3 separate regions of the Mus musculus genome follow, and regions 2 and 3 are each linked to region 1. The links are chromatin contacts, called in public ChIA-PET and promoter capture Hi-C maps. All regions are on one chromosome and are shown on one strand. The core of a region is the stretch at or near the end of the contact, and the rest is flanking DNA. Distances in the headings are between cores, read along the strand shown.

Region 1 (3,895 bases), core at 966-3,465:
TGTGAGTTCAAGGCCAGCCTGGCCTATATGCATCCTTGATTTAAAAAAACTGAAACCCCAAACCCAGACACCACTTGAATTCCAAATACATACTTAAATGTAACATGAGCAAATAAACTCTTGATCTCCTAGCCAACTGTCTGTAGTTTTCTCTACCTCTCACTACCCCATTACCTTGAAGCACTGGCTGGCATGAAACTAGCTATATAAACCAGGCAGGTCTTGAACTCACACATATCTGCTTGCTACTACCTCACCTGGCCTTGACCAGTTTTGTTTTATTTTATTTTATTTTATTTTATTTTATTTTATTTTATTTTATTTTATTTTGAGATAGGGTTTCCAAATTGTGCAGGTGAGCTGGGCTGAGGCTGTCCTTGAATTCCTGATCTGTTTACACCTCCCAAGTACTATGACTGTGGGCATGTCACCACAACTGGCTCTTACCAGACTTCTCTATAGTCATTGTGTTTATTATTTATTGCCTGTCTTCTCATCTCCAAAATGTAATATCCATAAAGTTAGGAATTCTGCCTGCTTTGTCTTTTTGTGTACATAGCAAAAAAATTTGAACAGTGTCTGGATGCTAAGAAAATACTTATTGCAGAGCTGGAGAGATTGCTCCGTGGTTAAGAGGGCTTCTGGCTGTTCCAGAGAACTCGAGTTTGGTTCCCAGCACCCAAGTTGGGCAGCTTAAAACCAACTGAAATTCCAGCCCCAGGTGTTCTGATGCCCTCTTTTGGCTTTTATAAGCAATCACACAAATATGGCAGACATACACATATAAATAATAAAATCTTAAAAAAAAAAAAAAAAAGGGCTGGTGAGATGGCTCAGCAGGTAAGAGCACCCGACTGCTCTTCCGAAGGTCCGGAGTTCAAATCTGAGCAACCACATGGTGGCTCACAACCATCCGTAACGAGATCTGACTCCCTCTTCTGAAGTGTCTGAAGACAGCTACAGTGTACTTACATATAATAAGTAATAAATAAATCTTTAAAAAAACAAAAAACAAAAAAACAACTAAAGGAAACCGGTAGGATCCGTCCTTTCCTCCTTCTTCCTTCCCTCCCTTTGTCTGTCTTTGTCTTAAGTAGCTCCGGTTGGCCAAGTGCTGGAATTACAGGCATGAGTCACCATGCCCAGCTCATATTTACTTTTACTTTAGAAATTACTGAAGTCATTTAATTAAAAGTGAAAGTCAGTGGCTCATGCACTTCTTTGCGAGTAACAAAATATTATCCAGGTTAAAGACCTGTTTCCAGAAACTGAAAGCACTAGAAACATAAAGTACGGCATAGCAAGGGAAAAAAATGAAGTAGGACCTGCATCTCCCTGCATTGAAGTCACTCAGATCAATAGCTGTACTCCTCCCAGGGTGGCCCCTTCTCCCTTATTTGGCCATCAGTGTCAACAGAAGAAAGCAACGCCTTGAGGTGTATAGCCTTAACTGAGCTGCTCTGCTATATCCTAGAAGGTCTCCTGCCTTCACTGTATTTATCCGGCATTTATTTATTTAATTATGTATTTAACGTGTGAATCATGATTCTGTGGTAGAGGCAAGAAAACTCTGAGGCTGTTTTGCAAACAATGCAAACTTCAAAAAGTCGAAATGGTAAAAAAGAAAGAAAAAGAAATAAAAGAAAAAAATTGCATTAAATTTAAGGTACGCAAAGAGGCGAAGTGTCTGGAAGGCCACGCAGAACTGAGCGGGAAGGAGTCCCTTCCTCCCCTAGATAGCGGTGGTCGCGTCTCCGGAGAGCCTCCTTTCCCTGGAGAGGATCTATGAGTTAGTTGGTCGCCTAGGATGCAGCTCTAAGCATCCACAGAATTTCCGTGCAATCCGCTCGCACAGGTCCAGAGCGCGGACGGCGGGACTCCGCGCGTGAAGCCGCAAGCCTCACAGTGAAGTGGGCGCTCCACGGAGCCCACGTTTTGCGCACCCCCGTGCTGCTCGCACCCGCCTCGGCCGTACCCCTCCCCCGTCCGCGCCTCCCCTTTAAGCACGGAGGCGCAGGCGGATTTGTGTCGGCGGACGCGAGGCTCGACTCCCCTTTATGGCGGAGCCCCGCGCCCGCGCCTTGACGACCGCCGCGGCTGGCGGTGGGGGTGGGGTTCTGCGCGCGGAGCCGGCCTCCGCTACCCGCCGCCCTCGCCGCAGCGCGGCCCCGGGGAGCGCGCGCCGGGGGCGGGCCGTGGGCGGGCCGGCGGGGCAGGGGCGGGGAGGCCGGCGGGCGGCCGCGCTCGGGTCCGCCTCCGACTGCGGCGCGGCGGGGCGATGTGAGTGCCATGGCGAGGAGTCTCTGCGCGGGGGCCTGGCTGAGGAAACCCCATTACCTCCAGGTAGGCCGGCCGCGGCCCCGCCACGCGCCCTCCGCTCCGCGCCACGCGGGACTCAGCGCCCCGTCCTCCCTCCGTGCGCGCCCCGCCGCCTCCTGCGGACCGGCACCTGGCGGCGCGCCCTCCCAGCCCTGGTCCCGCTCCTCGGGCGCCGCCCCAGCCCTGAGCCCCTCTGAGTCCCGGCCCCGGACGCGCCGCGGTCCCTCCTCTGCGTGCTCTCCCGCTTTCCCCAAGGGCCCCCCCTCGACCTGCCATTCCTGACTCTGTGTCTGGGGTAGGAAAGGGTGGTGTGTCATTCCTCCATGCTCCACAGAATCGTGACCGATTGTCATACCAGTGGTTCCCCAAGTCCCAGCCAGTAGCTGTGCCTCGTGCAGATCCCCTGGGTTTGGTGTTCTCATCACATCTCTGGTTTAAATGGGAGGGAGGAGTAGGCAAGCTCGATCGAGGCGATGCTTTTGCAAAAAGGGGATGGTGACCGTTGTACGGCTCTTCACTCAGCCCGCCAGCAGTGCGAACGCAATTCACAGTCACGTCGTGTGTACTGTTGCCGTGTTAATTTTTCATGATTTTCTGTTCCGCTGTCAGTAGGCTTTAGAACCCTCCTGCTGCTTTGGTGCACTGTTTGGTCACCAGGGGGACCTAGTAGACGTCGTGAGTAGCTGAGCACAAATCCATAGCTCGGATGGAAAAACAACTACAAATCAATGCCTCACACATTGGCAGTATTGTTATATGTCTCTAGAGGACACTGCTTACATTAAAAGGCCTGACGACATGGGACGTGTATTTAGGTCAGTTGTTGGTGTGCTTCTTATGAGTATGGAAAAAAAAGAAAAAGTTGAGGAGAAACCGTTACTGTCCAAATAAATCTTATATTTTAATTTGAAATTTGCAAGTGTAAGTCATTACATCGAAACGAGAGAAACCCAGATTGAGAGACTGACTTGACAACTCATGGTTTTAAGGGTGTAAAACTGAATGTTTGTAGCAGCGCCACCAGAAATAGTTGTGCCTTGAGTACCAGTATTAGAACCTAGTCTAGCATTCCACCCCTCCAGGTTAAAGTATTTGGGCATGTTTAAAATCTTTGAACTTAAACTACTTAGCTTTCTATTATTAATTTTTGGAGTTGGTAGAGCTTTAGGCTTTAGTTTTGGCTTTAAATGTTTTCCACAGATGTGAATGCAATCTTTGGCGCTATAACTGTACAAAGGTTTTCTGATGTGGTTAAGGTTAGAAATTAAGAGTTCTGGATTCAATCCCCGACACCACGCAAACAAAATTAGTTTTACAAATAGTTATGCTTACATTAATGACAAACACTTAGTGTGTTTCTTACTTTTCTGAATTTGCATCGTTATCAATGATGAAATTAGGGTAAGCTTGCTAGTGGGCTAATATTAAGATTATTAATTTTTAAAAATGTTTAAACTATTTAAATACCAGCACTTGGGAATCAGGCCTCTGAGTTTGAGGCCAGCATAGTCTACATAACAAGTTCGAGATTAGTGACGACTACATAGAGAAATTTTGTCTCAAAAAAATTTAAAGG
Region 2 (3,895 bases), core at 1,021-3,520, 450 kb before region 1:
GAGAGCCCCCACAGTCCCATAGTTTAGAGCATAAATAAGAGGAGCAGGAAGTAGGACCTCAGCAGCCACAGATGGGACAAGTGGGAATGGATTGTGCATCTGATAGCTGGGTAACTCCTACCCTGGTACATTTCTAAACTGTGACATCTTCCACATTACCAGAGGTGGGTGTTTGTCCAGGTGTGGGAATGATAGTTGAGAGTAAAGGGCCTCAGTTGGGCTCAGCCCAGCTACAGGGGTGGTAAGCTCTGAATTTGAGAGGGCAAGACCCAAGGGAGGATCTTGGCTGAGCCTGGGCACAGCACTAAAGATAGCAGCACACTGGGAATATTTAGATTCTGCACACAGCTGTCCCCAACAGGTGCAGAATCCTCCTACTGGTGTCCTGAGCTATGTGGAACCTTAACCACTTCCACTGCCTGACAAATGACCCCAAGCAACAGCAGATGTCAAGCCATCCGTGTGTATGCTTGTGCCAATGTGTGTATTGTAAGCCTCTTCTGCCTCTACGCCATGTAGCTTCTGTGTACCCACCCCTCAATCCATACTCCCCTTGGTACCCACCCCTCAATCCACACTCCCCTTGGTACCCACCCCTCAATCCACACTCCCCTTGGACCCCCAAAGACACTTGCAGTTCTGGAAGCTTGAGCTGCTAAGGAGTCAGGTTTATTTTAAGATTTAATGAGGGAAACCTGTTTGATCACATAAGTTATCTAACCAGTTGCTCAAGATCAGGGAAGGGAGGGGGCTCAATGTGTAGATGACCATGAGGGGTGAGGAAGTTTACTTGGTGCCTTGTAGGTTAGCATGCCTTTGCAGCTTCCTTGGGGAGCAGTGAGTTGGCAGGAGGGCAGGAATCTCACTGTGGCTCAGGTAGGGATGGGAGTGAGGAACGTCTCAAAGGCAAGGTAAGAGTATGTGGAGCACCTGTGGCACATGGCCTGGGTAATTCTCGTCTCAGTTTAGGAACATTTCTAGGATTCTAACAGAGAAGAACTAGGGCTTTGACTCCAGATCAAATGTAGGCAAAGTTCCAGAGCCTAGGGCAATGGTTCCTCTTCTGATGGCCCCGGAGAGCTGGGTACCTATTATGAGTCCTGCAGTTTTCATTGCTGCATTTTATCCACTTTATATTCATAATTATGTTCTCTTTATAAGTATGGACTATAAAGAGTCAGGAAAAGATACCCCATCCCTACAGACTGTGTACCTTTCCAAGCCCTGGTGCAATGCAAAACTGAGGAGGCTGGTTCAATCAACAGCCTTAGGAAGATTTCAAGTCACTATGGGGCATTGGGGTAAAGCCAGCCATTCAGTGGGTGGCTACAATCTATACTATGACAGATGTACACAAAGATGCTTGCCAATAGACACAGCTGATAATCACCTTGTCTCCATCTTGCCCCATCCCAGGCCAATGATGCTCAACTTTCCTAATGCTGTGACCCTTTAATACAGCTCCTTATGTGACCCTCCCCATACATAACATTATTTTCATTGCTACTTTATAACTGTAATCTTGCTACTGTTATGGGTCATAATGTAAATACTTTTGGAGATAAGTGTTTGCCAAAGGGATCACAAAGGGTTGGTCTAGACCGACATGGCTGCTAGAGAGGTACCCACTCTGGGGACATGGACTGCAGAAAGGTAAGTTTGGCAATCTGGGTGCTCCATGGTCAGTCTCTATGAGGCCTGAAAAGGAGGTCAATAGGACTCAGGATCTGTAGTCCTGAGAGTGTGGGCAGGGAGATGCAGGGGTTAGCCTCATTTGGATGAACATTACCTGTAAAGCCCAATGGAAATTAGGAGCTCTGGGCGAGAAAACACTGGTCGGAGGACATATGTGTCCAATGCCGGAAATTGCAGGAAAGCCCTGGAAGGTTGCTGACCTCTCAGGAAGGGCCAATACAAGTTCTGTAATCTCATGCCCAAACCCACCGCACCCAATGGGCCGCTGGAGTCGGCCAGGTGTGCTCGTCTGTTCCAAGAGATAAAGGGATTGTTTGCGTGCTCCAGTCCACAACAGGTGGGCGACAGATTCCAGGGCTGGTCAGTCATTACACGCCGGTGCTGAAGTAACGAGGCTCTGTGTCACCACCCTTTTGAAGCCAGCTTACACTAACAGCCTAGACTTCCTACCTGGAGAGTAGTAACCAGCCCCGTGGGAACGCTCGGCTATCCTCCAGTCGCTAGGGGGCAGCGCTTTCACTGCGGCGCATGCGCCTTTCTGGCTTCAGGAGGCGGCTTTCATTCTCTGTCTTCCGCCTCAGTTGAGCTTCCGGCGCGAAGGTCACGGACAAAATGGTGCCCCCGGTTCAGGTCTCTCCACTCATCAAGGTGAATCCTCATCCCCGTTGTTGCGCGGTGCTCAAAGCTCCTCTATGCCCCCTTTCCCCTCCCCTCCCGTGACTTAGCATTGCCCACCCTTGGGACTGCTGGCTGTGGTCTCGAGCAATCCCGGCCCTGCAACCCTTGCACACACACCCGCCCCGTACTCCCTCTCCCAGTACTCCTCGATGTCCGACCCCTGCGATCCCCTTGTTCCCTCGGTGTGCCTTCTACTATAATGTTTTCTTCTGCAGTTCGGCCGGTACTCCGCTCTGATCATCGGCATGGCATACGGCGCCAAGCGCTACAGTGAGTTTGGGGACCGGGAGAACGGGATTCCGGGTGAAAGGCTGTGTGACACTGCTCGAGCCTGCAGTTCCTTGGGAGGGAGATGATGCCAGGCCCTAGAGGGGGGCAGGTGGGAACAGCTATCTGGAGATTTTGGAGTCGGCTTTTTCACGAAGCAGCATTTTCAGAGAAGTTAATTGCTTCCACTCCCCCCCAGGTTACCTAAAACCCCGGGCAGAGGAGGAGAGGAGAATAGCAGCGGAGGAAAAGAAGAGACTAGATGAGTTGAAACGGATTGAGAGAGAACTGGCGGAAGGTATGGCTTTTAGCCTCTCCCAACACCCCCGAGTTTTCTGGAAGTAGCTGCTGCTTAGTGGACCAGGGGCTGCCTCTCATCCCATGACTGTTTTGTCCAGTGCTGTCCTCCGTGGAGCCCAGTGGAGTGTGAGAGGCATACTGCCCCTTCTCTTGGGTAGCATCTGCAAATTGCCTTTCGAGAGGTTACTGCTGAGCAGGCTCTCTGACCCCTCTGTGTTGACTTCCTGTGGATTCCAGTCAGATGGAGAAGGCAGTTGGGGATGCAAAGGATGGTTTTAGTAATGAAGTTAGGGTTCTCTTGGAATTAGATTCTTGATTGTTTAAAGCCCAAGTCCCCGTAAGGTGGCCCAAGTCTGTATAATGTTTGACATGGTCTCTTCTCACTTTTCAGCTCAAGATGACAGCATTCTCAAGTGAGGCGTCAGCGAGCTTGCTTTTCTCTAGTCGTTGAGAACGAATAAAGCTTCATTGTGTGATGCTGTGGCTTCCTCTCTCTTTACTGTTTGCTTCTAGGTACCGGCTCTGTGGTTGCATCCTGGCTTTTCCTTGGGTAGGGAGGGTCGGGGGTGGGGTGCAGTGGGTGGAGTTTCAAAGGAATTAATGATCATTACCAGACACACAGACAAAGCGAGAAGTGCTGGGGCATGTGAAGGTGCAGTGGTAAGGCCAAATTAGGGCTCCAGGGATGCCGGGGTAATCCCTGGAGTGGCCTAGCCTCCTGGAAGCAGCTTGCTCTGCTCTGATCTGCACTCTTCTGCTTATGTCAGCAGCTCGGGCCCAGTACAGGAGGATGGGTGTTGATGCCTTCACAATAACGTGGGTCTTGTGCCCCCAACTGATAATTCTTCTCTAGTTCTTAGAAAGTGACCTAAAGCTGAACTATTCAAGGAGGCCTGGACGACTAGGCCCTTGTGTCCAGCTGGGGTGCTAGTTAGTTCTTGTCAACTTGACACAA
Region 3 (3,895 bases), core at 499-2,998, 300 kb after region 1:
TGCTCTTCTGAAGGTCTTGAGTTCAAATCCCAGCAACCACATGGTGGCTCACAATCATCCGTAATGAGATCTGACACCCTCTTCTGGAGTGTCTGAAGACAGCTATAGTGTACTTACATTTAATAATAAATAAATCTTGAAAAAAAAAGAATATCCAGCTATAAAGACCCCATCATACCAAGAACCTCATTCTACAGACCCAGGGAAAGGAAGCCTTCCCAGCTTCCTAGGAGTGGAGATGGGCATAGACCTCAAACTCCTTTGCCTCTTGCTTGGGCTTCTGGAAAGCTGATCAGCTAACAGGAGCCTGGAATTCCAGGTGAGAGGTTGCCAGTGGCCTCAGAATAGAGGCCGTCTTGCACAGGCTGTGTGCTGAAAAGGCGAGGCAGGAGCTAATAGGCGATTTTTATAGCAAGTGACTTAGAAGCTGGAGTTACCATTTTGGTAACTCTAGTTTTCATATTACAGGGCTTATGTTAACACAGAGAAGCAAGGGTCGGGAGGAGACGAACAGGGGTCAGCCAGATGGTTCAGCATTGCTTGCTCCTCATCCTAAGGACCTGAGTTTGATTCCCAGAACCACAATGCGGAAGGAGAAAACGGACTCCTAAAAGTTGTCTTCTGATATGCATACATACACAATAACTAAGTGTTTTTAAAATGTAAAAAGCATCAACGAAAAACCCAATAAACCAACCAGGAGCTGAGGAATTTGTAGTTCAGTGTCAGAGTTTATGGTTATTTGATATGCACTAGAACCTGGTTTTATCCCTAACACTAACGAATAAAATCGTCAGCTTTCAATTTTACCATTAAACAGGAGAGGACTAGACACAGATTACGATTTTCTGAAGACCACTAACTAGGATTGGGGAATTCTCTGGAGTGGAGCTCAGCTTGCCTCCTGTGAGTGTGTTTCTGCCTGTGTCAGGGTAGCGCCATCCACTGAGGCCACACCCCTGATATATCTTTTATTTATTTATTTTTACAGGGAGGAGTTATTTGTTCTTGCTCATGCCTTGTATTTTCTTTATGTTCGAAGATGTCATCAAATGATCCCCTTTGGATTCTTCGCTAAAGGTTTGTGGAGTTGCATTTGAAGTCTTCCCTCACAAACAGCTTGTTTCAACACTACCATGGCACTAACCGATCCGTGAGAAGCTCACTCACTGTCACAAAGCAGCCCTGGAAGGTAGTGAGTCTCATGGCCCTCACTCGCAGGTTGTCCACTGTAAACGGAGCTAGTGAACCCTGCTAGCCAGTGCGCTGGCAGGACAGCCCAGCAGCTGGCTTTCAGAAGGGACCTGAGCATCGCTCCCACTTGGATTTCTCAGACTTGTCAGTTCGCAAGTGTTCTTTCTTTAGCCAAGAAAGACAAAACCACCTCCGGGTGTACTGCCCCAGGGCTGTTTTGAGAGCATTTCTAAGAGCCTCTAAGGAAGGTGTATATCCACATCTCTGATTTATGTAAAACGATCCGCCCCAAACCAAAACAGACCCTTTGCCTCCGCGGTCTGGCCTGCTTCCCAGCTGTTGGCATTCTCCGGAATCACTCGCAGCACCGGCTGCTCCACCAGAGCTGGCGCAAAGTCAACAGCTCCGCCAGGCAGGCGCCCCACCCGCCATTTGATTTTGTTAAATCACTCCTTTGGCTAATATTTCAGGGACAGACACGCGACGCATCTGGCTCCGGCTAGATATTTTCAGTCTCTCGGATCCCAAGGTAAATATTTGCAGGGTCGATGGCTGCAAAGTAGGCGGGCGTGAAGCGGGGCGGGTCCCCAGCTTCCACTCAAGGCCGGCGCAGCTGCTGCAGCGCCCCGCCCCTTCTCCCACGCCCCGCCCACTTCCCCCATGAGCCCCAGCGCGGCCCGCTCGTAGCTTCGTGTGTGCAGCGCATGGCTGGACTTCAGCTTCCGCGAGGCTGGTTTCGAGGTGAGGCGCGCGTGATGCCCCGTTGCCATCCTGTAAAGCTCGTGCTTGCACTTTTGTTTATTTTCAGTTTTATTTTTAGCAGATATTGTTTCTGTTCTCCCCCCCCCCCAACCTCTGCTAGGCAAGTACACGTGGTCACGTGTGGAGTCAGGAGGAAGGGTAAGGAGGCTTCGGAGAACCTGGGACAGGTTTGGTTTGAGGGGCCAGGTTTGTCTGAAGTACCCTCTGAGACTTCCTCCTGGGAAGAGATTCCATTGTGTCAGGATTTTCCTACACACGTGGGCACATTTTAGGAAGAGTTACAAAGTGGGCTTTGGTGCTAGGAAAAGGTGGATTAGGTCAAGGATATATTAGATATACATTTCTTTATTGTGGCAGGATAGCTTAGGTGTAAACAAAGGAGCCCATGTGGAGACCATGATGGGAAACCTCCAACCCTTGGTTTGGCCTACTCGAGACCTACAATTCTTTGGACATATAGTTCAAGTGAGCATTTAAAAGAACAGAAACCAAATATGTGGTAGCATGTTAAACACTCAGCCCTGCAGTGATATGCTTGTAATCTGTTGCTTTAATTTGTTTCCTCCCCCACTGAGTTGGAGGGCGGGACTACGGTGTGATGGATGATATTAGGGTTGTACAGCTGTAGAGTCAGATGCATCCTTATTTTAAATGCTCACATTTTGTTCATCGTGGCTCCTGTAAAATATTAACGATGTGCCTACTACACCCACCTAGGGAAGGGTATTCTTGAAAAGTGTTAGCAAAAGTCAATAAATAAAACCTTTACAAGTTCTCCTGAAATTAGAAATCAGATTGAATCCCAGGCATCCAGACTCCAGGCTTTGCCTTAAACCTGTGCAGAGTGGATGGATCTAGCTAGGCCATATAGATCTTTTTTGGCTGCAGCTAAAACATTTACTGGCAGCAGGATCAGATCCTACTCCTCGTGGTAGCTGGGTCCTCCCTTGGAGCCCCCTCTGCTGTCTTCTCTTACTGCTAATTGACTTCCTGAATCCCCACAGCAGCTGCTGGAAACCTTTCCAGCTCTTCCTGCTGTGGTTTGTGCTGGTGACCAGTTCCCATTTCCACCATCCTCACCTGGGACCTTCATCTCCAGATCCCCCCACTTCTTTATATTTTCAGGGTGTCCTTTCCCTCCCTAAGCTGAATTCTTCCTCAGCGCTCTGGCCATATTTTCCTCAAGGCTAATAATTTCTCCCAATCTCATCATCAACCTCTTTTAAGTTTTTTGTTTGTTTGTTTGTTTTGTTTTTTATGTAAGAGTCATGAATATTTTTAGTAAGAAACTTGGGGGAGCTTAGGGAGATGGCTCAGTTAGAAGAGAACTTGCCGTATAAACATGGATCCTGGAGTTTAGTTTGCCAGTACCCATATTAAAGACCAGGTGTAGTGTCATAGTTCTGTAATCCCAGTTCTGGGGGCAAAGACAAGCAGATCCTGGGGGCTTGGTGTCTAGCTGTCATGGTTTGAATATTCTTGGCCCAGGGAGTGGCACTATTAAGGAGGTGTGGCCCTGTTGAAGTAGGTGTAGCCTTGTTGGAATGTGTCACTGTGGGCGTGGGCTTTAAGACCCTCATCCTAGCTGCCTGGAAGCCAGTCTTCTCCTTGCAGCCTTCAGATGAAGATGTAGAACTCTCAGTTCCTCCTGCACCATGCCTGCCTGGATGCTGCCATGTTCCCGCCTTGATGATTGTGGACAGAACCTCTGAACCTGTAAGCCAGCCCCAATTAAATGTTGTCCTTATAAGAGTTGCCTTGGTTGATGGACCATCTAGAGACTGCCATATCCAGGGATCCATCCCATAATCAGCCTCCAAACGCTGACACCATTGCATATACTAGCAAGATTTTGCTGAAAGGACCCAGATATAGCTGTCTCTTGTGAGACTATGCCGGGGCCTAGCAAACACAGAAGTGGATGCTCACAGTCAGCTAT

What was found. Promoter capture Hi-C pulls out the DNA fragments that hold promoters and counts their contacts. ChIA-PET counts read pairs in DNA pulled down with a chosen protein or histone mark.
Region 2: a promoter capture Hi-C map of liver shows a contact between it and region 1. The contact joins the promoter of Atp5k here to the promoter of Dipk1a in region 1. A contact is called at or near these places in 3 of 39 promoter capture datasets (cranial neural crest, embryonic stem cells and liver), 1 of 115 datasets of contacts at active chromatin or transcription factors (bone marrow-derived macrophages) and 2 of 9 other capture datasets (adipose tissue and liver).
Region 3: a contact with region 1 is called in an RNA polymerase II ChIA-PET map of effector CD8 T cells, with 5 read pairs. The contact joins the enhancer-like site here to the promoter of Dipk1a in region 1. A contact is called at or near these places in 4 of 39 promoter capture datasets (liver, pre-B cells, stem cell-derived epiblast-like cells and 1 more) and 4 of 115 datasets of contacts at active chromatin or transcription factors (bone marrow-derived macrophages, effector CD8 T cells, fetal liver and 1 more).

Annotation. Positions count from the first base shown.
Region 1 is chr5:107,985,397-107,989,291 of GRCm38.p6, reverse strand. Dipk1a (divergent protein kinase domain 1A) reads left to right here and starts at 2,215. Exons shown (of 5, transcript NM_026062.4): 1 at 2,215-2,343. The coding sequence starts at 2,290.
Region 2 is chr5:108,432,774-108,436,668 of GRCm38.p6, reverse strand. Atp5k (ATP synthase, H+ transporting, mitochondrial F1F0 complex, subunit E) reads left to right here and starts at 2,270. Exons shown (of 4, transcript NM_007507.3): 1 at 2,270-2,343; 2 at 2,589-2,643; 3 at 2,840-2,938; 4 at 3,332-3,423. The coding sequence starts at 2,308. The coding sequence ends at 3,357. Gm34319 (a long non-coding RNA gene) reads right to left here and starts at 2,268. Exons shown (of 3, transcript XR_003955776.1): 1 at 2,146-2,268.
Region 3 is chr5:107,685,989-107,689,883 of GRCm38.p6, reverse strand. No RefSeq gene overlaps it. Among named protein-coding and RNA genes, the nearest start is that of 4930428O21Rik, 16 kb to the left of the region's middle. RefSeq lists an enhancer at 895-3,122. Within about 2 kb of position 1,748, at least 218 of the 459 cell types and tissues checked have an H3K27ac peak or open chromatin away from gene starts, as enhancers often do. A contact at or near this core is called in bone marrow-derived macrophages and effector CD8 T cells, where this site is marked.